Regions from separate parts of the Macaca mulatta genome. Here region 2 is linked to region 1. Evidence: chromatin contacts called from public Hi-C data. All regions are on one chromosome and are shown on one strand. The core of a region is the stretch at or near the end of the contact, and the rest is flanking DNA. Distances in the headings are between cores, read along the strand shown. Region 1 holds the start of ATP6V0E1 (ATPase H+ transporting V0 subunit e1). Region 2 holds the start of CREBRF (CREB3 regulatory factor).

The links. A called contact is a pair of places that touch in the nucleus more often than the background predicts.
Region 2: a Hi-C map of CD4 T cells shows a contact between it and region 1, with 3 times the contacts expected there. The contact joins the promoter of CREBRF here to the promoter of ATP6V0E1 in region 1. A contact is called at or near these places in 6 of 14 Hi-C or Micro-C datasets (CD4 T cells, blood, cortical neurons and 3 more).

What each region holds. Positions count from the first base shown.
Region 1 is chr6:181,861,850-181,869,749 of T2T-MMU8v2.0, reverse strand. ATP6V0E1 (ATPase H+ transporting V0 subunit e1) reads right to left here and starts at 2,615. Exons shown (of 4, transcript NM_001261126.1): 1 at 2,437-2,615. The coding sequence starts at 2,540.
Region 2 is chr6:181,933,275-181,941,174 of T2T-MMU8v2.0, reverse strand. CREBRF (CREB3 regulatory factor) reads right to left here and starts at 4,017. Exons shown (of 9, transcript XM_077937450.1): 1 at 3,890-4,017.

The DNA.
Region 1 (7,900 bases), core at 1,366-3,865:
TGATCATACTGCATCCTGGAACTCCTGATCTCAAACACTCCTCCTCACTCGGCCTCCCCAATAGCTAGGACCACAGGTGTGCAACACCATGTCCAACTAATTTAAAAAAATTTTTTTGAGAGATAGGGTCTCGCTATGTTGCCCAGGCGGGCCTCAAGCAATCCTCTTGTCTGGCTTCCCAAAGTGCTGCATATGATAAGTGTGAGCCACCCTGCCCAGCCTTGCTTGTGTTTTAAGCCAAGTTAGTACAAAAGAGTCGAAAAGTTAAAAAGAATTCGAAAGTTTAAGTAAAAAAGTTACAGGAAGCTAAGGTTAATTTATTTTTGAAGAAAGAAAAACATGTTTTCAGAAATTTCATGTAGCCTAAGTGTACAGTGTTTCCAAAGTCCATCACAGTGTACAGCAATGTCCTGGTTCTTCACATTCACTCACCAGTCACTGACTCACCCACAGCAACTTCCAGTCCTGCAAGCTCCATATCATTGTGTTACATTTGCCTATACAGTATTTAAGGACAGTAACATGCTGTACAGGTGTGAAGCCTAGAAGCAACAGGTTCTACCATATAGCCTAGGTGCGTAGTAGGCTGTACCATCTGTTTGCATAAGTAAACTCTTTGATGTTCACACAAAAGCCCTACTAACACATTTCTCAAACGTATCCCTTTTGTTAAGTGACACATGTCTATATATCACTAGCTGGTCAAATACCTGAATCATGACACTCACTAGGGCTAGAAACTGAGTGGAAATAGGATGGATTTCATTACCCTGGATAATGGCAATGACATCCAAAGGAAGGCGAGAGAGTGCTCTTTAAGAAAGGAATTGTCACTGCTATCAAAGCAGCACTTTGTTGTTCTCTAACTCCAGTAGCAAAAACAAGTCTAATTAAATTTGGTTAATACAATTGCTTTAATAATGCCAGAATTCTGACTCTGTTCATCAACCTCTATAGGTAGGGGAGATGATCCCATATAGGTGGTGTTACCAGGGAGGAGGAACTTGATACTTAAAAACGATAAAAATTCACCTACCATGTTTCTTTTCTTAAAAAAAATATAATTTTAAACTAATAAAGCAAATGTATTCCAGGTAGCAAAAGGGGTTAAGGTCACAAAATACTAGGGAAGTAATAAAAATCTTTTTCTTTTTCTTTTTTTGAGACGGAGTCTTGCTGTCACCCAGGCTGGAGTGCAGTGCAGTGATCTCTGCTCACTGCAAGCTCCGCCTCCCGGGTTCACGCCATTCTCTGGCCTCAGCCTCCCAAGTAGCTGGGACTACAGGCGCCCGCCACCACGCCCGGCTAATTTTTTGTATTTTTAGTAGAGACGGGGTTTCACCATCTTAGCCAGACTGGTCTCGATCTCCTGACCTGGTGATCCGCCCGCCTCGGCCTCCCAAAGTGCTAGGACTACAGGCGTGAGCCACCGCGCCCGGCCACAAATCTTTTTCTTTTAATAAAGACAGTAGAACTATCCACTCAACAGGTATTTACTGGGTGCCTCCTGTGCATACAAGGTACTGTGAAAACCAGGCACTATGAAGCCACCAATTAAGTTGAAGGAATAAAGCAAGAGATGGTGTTTCTGACAAACTGACTTCAGTCGAAGTTTCACCTCTCATCATCTTGAACTGAGAAAAAAATGACTAAAAAGCAAAAGAGGAACCAGAAAGAGGGCGTTCCAAGGCTCCTTTGAAGATTAAGGCTCATTTTATACTACGGTTAAAAAGTTTAATTCCAAAATAGACAAAGCTCTATCCAACAAAGAAGTCTGAAAAAAAAAAAAAATCTTTCCTAGCCAATCATTCTAAGGATTTCTCACACTCACATACAAGGGCCGGAGCGCCCTCCAAAAGGTATGACGCAGCTTTCTCAACAATACCTCCTGCTCTTTGGTAATTAATCTCGCTTTAGATCAGGCCCCAACCGCCTCCTGGAGCCCACTAGATGCAAGCCTGGGCTCAATGTCGTCCAACGAGCTTGTTCTGTACGCAACAGCATGGGAGGCAGGGGGGCAATTTCTGTTTTATTTATTTGATCCTTAAGTTCAGGCAAACGAGGCCTCATGTGGGTGGAAGGCAGGGCTAAAGGGGGAAGAGTCGACTGGGGACAAGCCCCAGTGTCTCCCAGATTCGGCCTGCTCATTTCCGACTGCACCTCCCCACACAGGACTATGATGAGAAAAAAATTCCCCTGAAACTCGTTTCCAAGGAAGGTCCACCAAAGGTCACCCTCCACTCGCTCAGGCCGGAGGACACTGAAGCTGCTGCGAAAAGGAACACAAAGAGTTCCGCCGGGGCGAGGGCCTGACTCTGCAGCGCGGGGGGCGCCCATGCAACGTTCTCTGACCCGTGTGGGGATCGTGCTTTCCCCCGCCCCGGCCTGCTCGCTCCTCACCGCGCGTTCCTCCCAAGGCGGGCCTCGTGCACTTACCCCCGGTTAGGACCCTTAGGGATGAACCAAGGCACCAAGAAGCCGACGAAGCCCCAGAACACGCTCATCACAATGAGAGGCACCGTGAGGCCTTGATACGCCATGGTCACCGCCTGAGCGCCTGCCCCTACCCCGCCGCCTCACTCGGATCCCACCAGGAAGTGTCAATAGCTGACCACGTGACCAGCGTGCGCAGGCCCCGCCTCCCGCGCCCCTACGTGACCTGCGCGCCGGCCTCCGCCCCTCGAGGAGCCCGGAGGCAGAGCCCCGCCTTCGCCTGGCTGTCTCCTGGCTGCAGCTCCTTAGAGGCATGTCGCTCACCCCAGAGCCAGGGGTTCGGTCACCACGGGCTCAGGAAAGTGTTCTGATGCGAACTTGGCCCTTTTAGACAAAGAGTGTAGTTATTTACAGCCTCGTCTACTTATGCAACAGACATAGAGAACTTAACAATAGTTCTGTATTACTATTCTGAATTCCCGTGTGCCTGGCATTGGGTCATGATCTTTAAGTTCATGAACCCAAGGCCGGGGGCGGGGGCTCACGCCTGTAATCCCAGCACTTTGGGAGGTTGAGGCAGGCGGATCACTTGAGGTCAGGAGTTCGAGACCAGCCTGGCCAACATGGTGTAACCCTGTCTACTAAAATACAAAAATTAGCCGGGTGTGGTGGCGCACGCCTGTGGTCCCAGTACTCAGGAGGCTGAGGCAGGAGAATCGCTTGAACCCTCGGGAAGTGGAGGTTGCAGAGAGCTGAGATCCTGCCACTGCACTCCAGCCTGGGTGACAGAGCAAGACTCTGTCTCAAAAGAAAAAAAGAAAGTGCATGAACCTGTGTTGAACTCCTTACTTCAGCCTATGAGGTAATTGTAATTATTATTCCCACTTTGCAGTTGAAGAAACTGAGGCCCAGGGAGGAGACTAAGGATCTTGCCCAAAGTCACATAGTAAGTGGCAAGGCCAGGATTCAACCCCTGATGATCTGATTTTCAAGGCCAGAGCTCTTAACTAGTGCACCACTGTTTATCTTGTGCATTGTGCCAGGTTCTGGAGTTACAGAAGTCAATCAGGCACCCCTGAGGGAGTTCACATTCTGGGGAGCAGATGGCCTTGCAAACAGGCCACTCAATGCGTGTGAAAGTAAGTGGACGACCCTGCAAGGCTTTCCACCCAACTAGTCCTCGCTGAGCCTTGAAAGACAAGTAGAAATTAGCCAGAATAGTAAGAAGAAAAACAGGTCATTCGTGGTGGCTCACACCTGTAATGCCAGCACTTCAGGAGGATGAGGCGGGCAGATCACCTGAGGTCAGTAGTTCGAGACCAGCCTGGGCAACATGGTGAAATCCCATCTCTACTAAAAATACAAAAATTGGCCAGGTATGCACCTGCAGTCCCAGCCACTCAGGAGGCTGAGGAACGAGAATCGCTTGAACCCCTGGGAGGCAGAGGTTACAGTGAGCTGAGATTGTACCACTGCACTCCAGCCTGGGCAACAGAGTGAGACTCTGCCTCAAAAAAACAAAACAAAAAAGTAAAACAGTTTTGTTTGCTTTTGTTTTTTTTTTTTTTTTTTTGAGACAGGGCCCTGCTCTGTCACCCAGGCTGAAGTGCAGTGGTGCTCCATAGCTCACTGCAGCCTGGAACTCCTGGGCTCAAGCCATCCTTCTGCCTCAGCCTCCTGAGGAGCTGGGACTACAGGTGTGCACCACCACACCTGGCTAATTTTAAAAATTTTTTGTAGAGAGAGAGCCTCGCTATGTTGCCCCGGCAGGTCTTAAACTCCTGGCCTGAAGAGATCCTTCACCTCAGCCTCCCAAAGTGCTGCAATTACTGGCATAAGCCACCGTGCTGAGCTGATAAACAGGGCTTATAACACTTGCTGAGAATTTTCACATGTTAGTTATAGTATGCGCCAAGCTTGGAATAGACAAGGAAGCCAGTTCTCAGAGAGGTTGAGGAGCTTGATGATAAAGCTTACAGATGAAAGCAAGATAGAAAGCAGGTCTATAAATGCAATGTGCTTTACCAGGGACCATGGTTTCCTTGCAATAGCCATATTGCGTTACCTCCTGATTTCTTTCATCAAGTAGAATGGATTCCTGTTATTAAATGGGAAACTGGACCAATAATCTTCAACATCTGCACCAACTTTTCAGACATGATTCTAAGCCTCTAACCTGATCAGCAATGTAGGAAACTAATTTGTCTCCTTTGTGCTCATAATGCTTCCCCAAAACTTAGCCCCAGCAGAAATCCTATGGTCCTTAAGTTCTAGTCCAAGCACCACCTTCTCCAAGACCTATTTCATCCTGCTAGTGCATCTCTTTGGCCTTGTTGTATATGTATCTTGACCAACGCTCTACTAGAGGGCCAACTCCTTGAGAATAGGCACTGTTTCACTGATCTTTGTTTCTGGGAGGACTTTATACATAGAATGTGCTCAGTAAATAATTGTGCAATTGAATTGAGTAGCTAAGAAGGGTGAGGTCAGTCAGAACAAAATTAGAGAAAGAAGTTCATTTCTACTTTCCACTTGAACTTTAACTTGAACTTCAGCTCATTTCTCCCTCCCTCCCTCCCTCCCTCCCTTCCTCTCTCTCTCTCTCTTTTTTTTTTGGGTGGAATCTCGCTGTGTTGCCCCGGCTGGAGTGCAGTAGCACAACGTTGGCTCACTGCGACCCCCACCTCCCAGGTTCAAGCGATTCTACTGCGTCAGCCTCCTGAGTAGCTGGGATTACCGGCGCCCTCCACCACACCCGGCTGGTTTTTTTGTTTGTTTGTTTGTTTTGTTTTTGTATTTTTAGTAGAGACGGGGTTTCACCATGTTGGCCAGTCTGGTCTCAAAGTCCTGACCTCAAGTGATCCGCTTGCCTCGGCCTCCCAAAGTGCTGGGATAATAGGAGTGAGCCACCACGCATGGCCCGTTTCTTTCTTTTTTTTGAGACAGTCGTGCTCTGTCACCCAGGCTGGAGTGTAGTGGTACAATCATAGCTTACTACAGCCTTGAACTCCCGGGCTCAAGGAATCTTCCCACCTCAGCCTCCAGAGTAGCTAGGACTACAGGTGCATGCCACTATGCCGGCCTAATTGTGTGTGTGTGTGCTTGTGTGTGTGTGTGTGTGTGTAGAGATGGGTTTTCACAATGTTGCCCAGGCTGTTCTCAAACTCCTGCCTCAAGGGACCCTCCTACCTTGACCTCCCAAAGTGCTAGGATTACAGGTATGAGCTGCCGCATTCAGGCCCTTTCCTTTTAATAATGGAAAATACGGGTAACATAAAAGTTACTATCTTAACTTTTTTATTTTATTTTATTTTATTTTATTTTATTTATTTATTTAGAAATAGAGTCTCGCTGTCATCCAGGTTGCAGTGCAGTGGTGTGGTCTCGGCTCACTGCAACCTCCACCTTCTGGGTTCAAATGATTCTCCTGCCTCAGCCTCCCAAGTAGCTGGGACTACAGGCGTGTGCCACCACACCCAGCTAAGTTTTGTATTTTTAGTGGAGACGGGGTGTGAGCCACCATACCCAGTCCTTAACCTTCTAGGCTCAGGTGATCCTCCCACTTCAGCCTCCCAGTAGCTGGGACTATAGACATGCACCACCACGCCCTGCTAATTTTTTGTATTTTTTTGTAGAGATGGGGTTTAGCCATGTTGCCCCAGATGGTCTCAATCTCTTCAGCTCAAGTCATCTGCCCACCTAGGCCTTCCAAAGTGCTGAGATTACAGGCGTGAGCCACTGTGCCCAGCCCAGAACTTCTTCATATCCCTTAAACCACCACCTCTGGCCAGGTACAGTGGTGAGACCCCCATCTCTACAAAAAATTTAAACCAAAAACTAGCTGGGCATGATGGTGCATGCCTGTAGTCCCAGCTACTGCGGAGGCTGAGGTGGGAGGATTGCTTGAGCCCAGGAGGTAAAGGCTGCAGTGAGCTGTGATCACACCACTGCACTCCAGCCTGGTGACAAAGCAAGACTCTGTCTCAAAAAACAAACAAACAAAACAACCACCTCCCATATTCCCTCCCCTAGCCCATGGCAAACACCATTCTACTTTCTGTCTCTATGAGTTTGACTACTCTAGGTTCCTTCAAGAGGAATTATATAGCATTTGTCCTTTTGTGGCTGGCTTATTCACTTAACATAATATCCTTAAGACTCATCCATGTTGTGCAAGTATCAGAATGTCTTTTTTTTTTTTTTTTTTTTTGAGACAGAGTCTCGCTCTGTTGCCCAGGCTGGAGTGCAGTGGCGTGTGCCCAGGCTGGAATGCAGTGGCAGGATCTTGGCTCACTTCAAGCTCCGCCTCCCGAGTTCACCCCATTCTCCCGCCTCAGCCTCCCGAGTAGCTGGGACTACAGGCATCCGCCACCACTCCTGGCTAATTTTTTGTATTTTTTAGTAGAGATGGGGTTTCACTGTGTTAGCCAGGATGGTCTCAATCTCCTGACCTCGTGATCCGTCCGTCTCGGCCTCCCAGAGTGCAGGGATTATAGGCATGAGCCACCGCGCCCGGCCTGTCCCCTTCCTTTTTAAGGCTGAATAACATTCCATGTGTGTATATAACACATTTTGTTTATCCATTCATCCATCGATGGACATTGGGGTTGCTTGCACTTTTTGGTTATTGTGAATTCTTTCCCATTTCTTAAACAAATGCACATTTTTGTCTTAAATTGATCCATTTTTATGTCTAACCTTTGCTTTATCTTCTAGGCAGCCTCTTTGAGAAGCAATGTCTGGAAGTGCAAGGATGTAACTCTTTTTTTTTTTTTTGAGACGGAGTTTCGCTCTTGTTGCCTAGGCTGGAGTGCCATGGCGCAATCTCGGCTCACTGCAACCTCCACCTCCTGAGTTCAAGTGATTCTTCTGCCTCAGGCTTCTGAGTAACTGGGATTACAGGCACGTGCCACATGCCCAGCTAATTTTTTTTTTTTTTTTTGTATTTTTGGTAGAGATGGGGTTTTGCCATGTTGGCCAGGATGGTCTCGAACTCCTGACTTCAGGTGATCCACCTGTCTCGGCCTCCCAAAGTGCTGGGATTACAGGTGTGAGCCACTGCACCCGGCCAGGGAGGTAACTCTTTAGACACCAATTCTGTCTACATCTGTTGGTTTCATCTGTGAAATGAGAAAAGTTAGTATCTCAGTTTAATATATTTGGGCTAGTATTGGCCTATAGCTCCCTCTATCAGTCAATCTGTCAAAAGCATTTTATCACACATTGAATGAAAACTGTCCCCATTCAGTGACCCACCAAATGAAGAAATATTCTCTGCCTTCAAGGTGCTAAAGTCTTCAGGAAACAAATCGAACTCTGGGCGGTGTGGTCCAAGGACCCTGGGGAGTCCCTGAGACTCCCCCAGCAGGTTCTTTCCTTTCTTTTCTTTCTTTCTTCTTTTGAGATGGAATCTTACTCTGTCGCCCAGGCTAGAGTGCAGTGGCATGATCTCGGCTCACTGCAACCT
Region 2 (7,900 bases), core at 2,768-5,267, 70 kb before region 1:
GCCACCTGATAAAATAAGAACTGACAGGCCAGGCGTGGTGGCTCACGCCTGTAATCTTTGCGAGGCCAAGGCGGGCAGATCACCTGAGGTCAGGAGTTCAAGACCAGCCTGGCCAACATGGTGAAACCCCGTCTCTACTAAAAATACAAAATTAGCCGGGTGTGGTGGCGGGCACCTGTAATCCCAGCTATTCGGGAGGCTAGGCAGAATTGCTTGAACCGGGGAGGCAAAGATTGCAGTGAGCCGAGATCTTCCCACTGCACCCCGGCCTGGGTGACAAGAGCAAAACTCGGAAAAAAAAAAAAAGAAAAGAAAAATAAGAACTGGTAAATAAGCTAATACCCTTATTGACCCCAAAAGTTATACTTAACAACTCAAGTTTATCAAATAATCAGGGATGTTTTCATGTATCATTAGTAACAGAACTGAGTCAGTCATGCCAAAGAACTACAAAAATTGATGAATCAGGCCAGGCGCAGTAGCTCACGCCTGTAATCCCAGCACTTTGGAAGCCGAGGTGGGTGGATCACCTGAGGCCAGAAGTTCAAGACCAGCCTGACCAGCATGGTGAAACCCCGTCTCTATTAAAAATACAAAAAATTAGCTGGGCATGGTGGCACACACCTGTAGTCCCAGCTACTGGGGAGGGTGAGGCAGGAGAATTGCTTGAACCCGGGAGGCGGAGATTGCAGTGAGCCGAGATCTTCCCGCTGCACTCCAGCCTGGGCGACAAGAGGGAAACTCCGTCTCCCATAAAAAAAAAAAAAAAAAAAGAAAAAAATAAGAACTGATAAATAAGCTAATACCCTTATTGACCCCAAAAGTTATACTTAACAACTCAAGTTTATCAAATAATCAGGGATGTTTTCATGTATCATTATTAACAGAACCGAGTCAGTCATGCCAAAGAACTACAAAAACTGATGAATCAGGCCAGGCGCAGTAGCTCACACCTCTAATCCCAGCACTTTGGAAGCCGAGATGGGTGGATCACCTGAGGCCAGAAGTTCGAGACTAGCCTGACCAGCATGGTGAAACCCCGTCTCTATTAAAAATACAGGCCGGGCGCGGTGGCTCACGCCTGTAATCCCAGTACTTTGGGAGGCCGAGGCGGGCGGATCACAAGGTCAGGAGATGAAGACCATCCTGGCTAACACGGTGAAACCCCGTCTCTACTAAAAAATACAAAAAAAAATTAGCTGGGCGTGGCAGCGGGCGCCTGTAATTCTAGCTACTCAGGAGGCTGAGGCAGGAGAATGGCGTGAACCTGGAAGGCGGAGCTTGCAGTGAGCCGACATCGCGCCACTACACTCCAGCCTGGGCGACAGAGCGAGACTCTGTCACTAAAAAAAAAAAAAAAAAATACAAAAAATTAGCCGGGCATGGTGGCACGCACCTGTAGTCCCAGCTACTGGGGAGGCTGAGGCAGGAGAATTGCCTGAACCTGGCAGGCAGAGGTTGCAGTGAGCCGAGATCGTGCCACTGCACTCCAGACTGGGCGACAGAGGGAGACTCCATCTCAAAAAAAAAAAAAAAAAAAAAAAAAAAAAGCCTGGGCGCGGTGGCTCACGCCTGTAATCCCAGCACTTTGGGAGGCCGAAGCAGCTGGATCACGAGATTCGGAGATCAAGACCATCCTGGCTACCACGGTGAAACCGCGTCTCTACTAAAAATACAAAAAAATTAGCCGGGCGTGATGGCGGGCGCCTGTAGTCCCAGCTACTCCAGAGGCTGAGGCAGGAGAATGGTGTGAACCCGGGAGGCCGAGCTTGCAGTGAGCCAAGATGGCGCCACTGCACTCCAGCCTGGGCGAGAGCGAGACTCCGTCTCAAAAAAAAAAAAAAAAAAAAAAAAAAAAATTGATGAATCATTTACCAATTATTCTTTTTCTCCAGCTAATAAAATAGAAGATAAAGCAAATTCTTAATACAGCTAACTCTTGATTAGCCCCTGCACGATCTATCCAAGGCATGTTCCTACGCCTAAGTACTTAACCAAAGATGCATCAATAGTTTGGTACCATTGACAATACCAATGTAGCCACAGGTTGTAATCCGATGTAAACACAAGCCTAAATTAAGCATTTAACAAGGCCAAAAGGATGCCAAAATAATCATAATACATTAAAATAAGTTATTTTCAAATTATTCATACCATTTTCCCCTGCCTCTGGTGTATATCCTAGCTATTTTGGATTAAAAGATTAAAGATATTTAAAAGTACAATCAAGTGACAACTAGTTTACGACAGATCACAAGATTTACACAGAAGTCTTGTTTTCTGCTTTTTTTAAAAAAAAAAAAGAAAGAAAGAAAAGAAATTCCAGGCCTTGATCCTATTTTTCACCTGCAGGCTATTCGCAAGAGAAAGTCCTAAAGAACCTTCGAAACTAAATAACTTTCTCTGGGCTCAGTTTTCTCAAGAAGCTGATTAATGTGGGCTACCAACTTATGTTAGCAAGAGGGGCAAATTACTACTAAGACTAGGACAAGCACGGGGCCTAATCTTTAAAAGGCATCCTGATGGGGGGGGCGGGAAGAGAAACCCCGCCCAGCCCTCAACTTTCTCAGCTTTTCTAGTCCCGTTTTCTTTTATAAAATTGAGAAAAGCAAAACTTCCCCCTCACTCCCTGTCTCTTATCTGAGGCCTGGTACAGAAATTCAGACCGCTATTTATCCAAGTACCTCCTTAAGGTAGTCTTAAGGCTCAAGCCAGCTCAGAAACGGCAGAAAGATTTGCTTTCTTGGGTTAACAGGAGGGCGATTACAGGGTTTGGCGGCCAGGTCTGTCAGGAAGCATAGGGCCAAGAAAGAGGGAGAATCCAGAGACTGAGCTCCATCTAGTCCCAGGAACCACCCCCAGGGGAGGCTTGACTGCCCTCGGTACTTCCCTGCCTCCTCAGCTCGTGTGAGGAGAAAGGCGGGTCGGGGTCAGGCTCCCCTGAGCTACTTCCTGGTCCGATCGGACTCGCCTTCGGACACCCGAAACACCCCGGCCCGGCTCCCTCGCCCTTTGCCCTGTCTCCTCCCCTCTCAGTGACCCACCACCACTGGTCCCCTCCCATCTAACATGGCCGCCCCGCCCGGCCCACCTCCGGCACAGCCTAACCAGTTGGTGGCCCCCGCGGCACCGCCTCCCCCACGCCCATTGGTGCAGAAGTCTCCATCGGCCCGGTCCATTGGACACCAGAGCCTGCCACTCAGCTCCGAGGGCTCCGCCCCTGAGCCGCTTCAAGCTGCTTTGAGAAGACATATAAACAAATCCCGGGAGGGAGGCCCCTCTCGCCCGTCGCCTCCGAGGCGGGGACAGAAGGGGGAGCGGCTACCCCCGAGACGCCCTGCTTGGACCCCCCCTACCCCCAGCCCGCGCCTCTTCATCTCCTGCCAGCCTGGATCCAACCTCCGCGGCCCCGGCCCTTCCTCACACGCCCCTCTCTCCCCTCCTCCCCCGCCAGTCTAGCCTCCCCTCCCCTCTCGGGCCCCTCCCACCCGCTCTCTTCTCTGACAGGCCGACTGCCGGCAGCAGCGGCCCCGGGCTCGGAGGCAGCGGGGAAGGGCCGGGCGGCCCGGCAGGACAGACGCCCGGCGCTGCCCACCCCCGGCCTAACCTACTGCCCGCCCGCGTGTCCCATCTACCGCCGCCCCGCGCTTTTATGTAACCGTCCCGGGCCGGGGGTGGGGGAGGGGAGCGGAGCCCCCGTGACCCGCAGGCGGTGGCCTAAGGCCCGCGCGCCCTCGCACTCGGCCGTGGTCCCGGCCCCCGCCCCGCGCCGGCCCGGCCCAGAGCCCCAGCGCTGCTGCCGCCTAGGCAAGCGGCCCTCTGCCCCCCGCTCCGCTCGTCCCCCAGCCCAGGCCCCTGGGGGCTCCGGGCAGCGGGTGGCGGCGCTCACCTGTGGGTGTAGGGGCGGCTCAGGGACTGGGTCCGGTTCCGCTGCAGGGGCCACGGCCCCTCTCCATGCTGCCTCGGGTTTGTTTTGTTTATGTCCTTCCTGACGGGTTCCCGGAAATCGCGTGACTCGCCCCCCTCACGTGGGCCGCGGCGAGGAGGAGGAGGGAGGCGGGGGCCCGCCGGCCTCGGGCCAATCGCGAGGCGTTCCACAGCCCGGCCAATCAGGGGCTGGGTCCGGCCGGGCACCCCTGTCACGTGTCGCCGGAGGGGCGGGTTGCCGGGAAAAACCAGGAAGAGAGGGCGGAGCGGGGGCTCGGCGCCGGCCTCTGCAGTGTGGGCGGGGACGTCTCCGATACCCGGCAGCACGCCCAGGTTGGGAGAGGATGTTCCTTTTACAAAGGCTTGAAATCCAGCGTTTTATCAGATCTCAGTACTGCGCTGTGAGATCTGAGGTGTCCGTTTGCCCATTTTGTAGTTTAAGTTCACTGAAACTTGAAGTAACTAACTTCATTAGTAGGGGGATTGTATCGATGACCTGGGTGATGGACCGCCTCCCCATCTGAACGTCTTAATTGAGAGACAAACCTTACCTTTTGTCGTTCGTTCATTCATTCACCGACTCAATATTTAGCACGGATTCCGAGACACAGGGATCAATCAGACTGCGTGCACCTTTGAAGAGAGAGACCGGTATACGACTGCACGAACAGAATGCCACTATTACAGAAGCGCCTAGACAAGCCTCCGTGACACATGGTCCTGAGGTTTTCTTGCACTTCCTGATCCTCTTAATAACAACAGCGTCCCTTTATTGAACGAGTACTATATGGTGGGCTTATCGTCTCAATTAGTTTTCCCTGCAAGCACATGCAGTAGTAATATATCCATTTTTCAGACAGGAAAATTAAGGCTGAGAGGAGTTAAGTCGCTTGCGGGAGGTCAGGCGGCTAGTAAGTGAACTAGCTAGGGCTGGAGCCCTTGTCTTTTATCACAGCCTATTCTTCCAGATGCTTTTTATACATCTTAAAGGCACGGAATTGATACGAACACACAACAGAAATTTGATTTTAGTAAGCATAGGGAAAGGAGGATTGGGGAATAAAGACGCCTGCCCAGGTTTCTGTCGGGAGGAATCGCCTTTGAAAATGTGACTCCCTTTTGCACAGATTTTGAGAAGTAGTATAGTGTTGTTGTCAAAACCATGGACTTTGGAATGAAAAAGACGCACAGATCATAATCATCAGGAGAGCAGGGACTGGGCAGTGTTTATCCTGTACCTTCCATGCCTGGCACATAGCCAGTCATTGCACACTGGTTGAATGAATAGTCTGGATTTGAATGCTTGTTTCACCACGTGTAAAGCAACACAAATTAACCTCTGTGAAGCTCAATTTCCTCCTCCGTTAGTACTTTCTGGGGTTGATATGAGAACTAAGTGAAATAATTCATATAAAGCACTTATCAGAGTGCCTGGCATATAGTAAGCACTTAATGAATAGTTGAATTATTAAATTGTTTAAGGGCATCATTTGGAAGATGTACTGTAGACTAAATAGCAAGTACAGATAACTTTAGACTTTAGCAGGTTAACAGCCACTAAAATAATACTTCTGTACACAAAATTAATAGATAGCTATATGTAGATACCTAACAGGAAAGTAAAAGCATAAATCTCTGTAGCCCCCACAATACCAACCACATAGTAGGGCCTCCATGCCCAATGAAGGAATGAGGATTTCCCCTACTGCACAGTGAGTACCTGGATTATAATTTTTTTAAGTCTAACACACACCACATTCTAATTTTCCACATCAACTGGAATTTAAAATTGAAAAAGAGAAAAACTAGCTTGGGACGTTTGAGCCAAGTTCCCTTGACTCATTCACGTGAGATTCATGCATTAAATCTCCCCGGCGTACATCACAGACCATCCTCTTTTGTAATACTATATTTGAAAAGGCTCCAGGAGATGATTAGACCTTCCATTGATACACTGCCCTCTGGACACAGGCATGCTCATCTCCTCTACCGGGCAGTTCCTTGGGGTCAGTGGGTAGCCAGGTTTATCTCCTAGTGTGAGACTCGGCCCACTGAAGGTGTTTACTAGTGAATCACATTGGATTCCCACCTTTCCCTCTTCCGTTGTCTTGGAAAGGATGAGGTTTTGGCTAAAGGAGACCTTTCCATCAAGGTTTGTTAATTACTATATCCTGCTCCGAAATGAATGAAATCACTGGCTCTGAATTGATTTGTGTTTCTCTGGGTTTTATCCTGCCAGATTCTGTCACAGTCAAAGTTGGCAGGAAGTTGGAACTCTCTAATATCATTGGCTTCTTGTTCTAGCCACAAAGTAGTAACCAACTGGCATCACCACTTTCAAAGTGTTTAACCTGGCTCCTGCGGAATAATTTACATTCCGGAATAGCATGAGTCAGAAAAAACACGCTTTACACAAATATGATACAATGGGGGGAAACAAAGCAATAGATACTTAACTCCTTTTCATTCTTAAAGTAATTTTTTTATTTTCGATTAGCTAACATATATACACGGTACAAAATTCAAAAGGCACAAAAAAGTATTCAGTGAATATTAAGTCTCTGTCCTGTTCCTGTTTCTTGGCTACTCATTTTCCCTTCTCAGAGGGAACCACAGTTACCCACATGCTGTGTCTTCTTCCAGAGGTATCCTTTGTATGTGCAGGCATTTTACCTGGTTTAAACCTTCATGTGTTTGGAACACTGTTCTTGGAGCCAAGACTCCAATTTGAGCTGTACCACTAACTATAAGATCCAAGGTGACCTCTCTGAGTTCCGATTTCTTCACCACAAGGGATCAGGACTAAAACTGGGTATTCTCTATGATCTTTTTAACTTCAACACTGAGCCCACATCCTGAAAGAATTAAAATGGTTGGCACGGGTCCTAATTTTCCATATGACCTGTAGGTCATAAATTTGCACTGTGTGTAAATCTTCATTACAGTAGATTGAGCTCTGCCTGCTGCTCACATAGACATCTTTTAAGAGAGTGTTATTTCAAGTCTAAATGTTTTCTTTCCCGACCCCTCTAGACCTGTGTGATTTGTTAAATAAGACTTCACAGCTTTAGAAGTGAGATTAATTAACTCAAAGCTGGAAGATCTCCAGGAAAAGCTGTGTCCTTCTGACACTAAAAACTGATTTTCTTTCTGAGAAGACTGGAGTGAATTGAAAAGAGATACTGATTGATGGTTGGCAGTTGGCCTCCATCCTTCGTTCATCTTACCAAAAATATTATCTGGGGCTGGGCATGGTGGCTCATGCCTGTAATTCCAGCACTTTGGGAGACCGAGGCGGATGGCTCACTTGAAGTCAAGAGTTCAAGACCAGCCTGACCAACATAGTGAAACCCCGTCTCTACTAAAAATGCAAAAAAAAATAGCCGGGCGTGGTGGTGGGCATGTGTAGTCCCAGCTACTAGGGAGGCTGAGGCAGGAGAATGGCATGAACCCAGGAGGCAGAGCTTGCAGTGAGGTGAGATCGCACCATTGCACTCCAGCCTGGGCGACAGAACGAGACTCTGTCTCAAAAAAATAAATAAATAAAATAAATAAAAATACAAAAATTAGCCTGGCGTGATGGCAGGTGTCTGTAATTCCAGCTACTCGGGAGGCTGAGGCAGGAGAATCGCTTGAACCTGGGAGTCAGAGGTTGCAGTGAGCTGAGAACATGCCATTGTACTCCAGCCTGGGCAACAAGAGCAAAACTCCGTCTCAAAAAAAAAAAAAAATTATTTGGGCTGGTCCAAAGGTAGTGAATTATCTCTATTGTTCACAGTTAGTTACAGATGGAACTCCTTGTTCTGCTCTTTTCCCTGACTACTGCACTTGACTAATCTTTAAAAAATGAAATAAAAGAAAATAATTATTTGGGGGAAGAAGAAAGGTCAGTTCTTCCCACTGCCTGATCTCTCAAGAGGACACAGTGTTCTTCATGTGACAGCTCTGAGCCTCGGTTTCTTACTTCCACAGA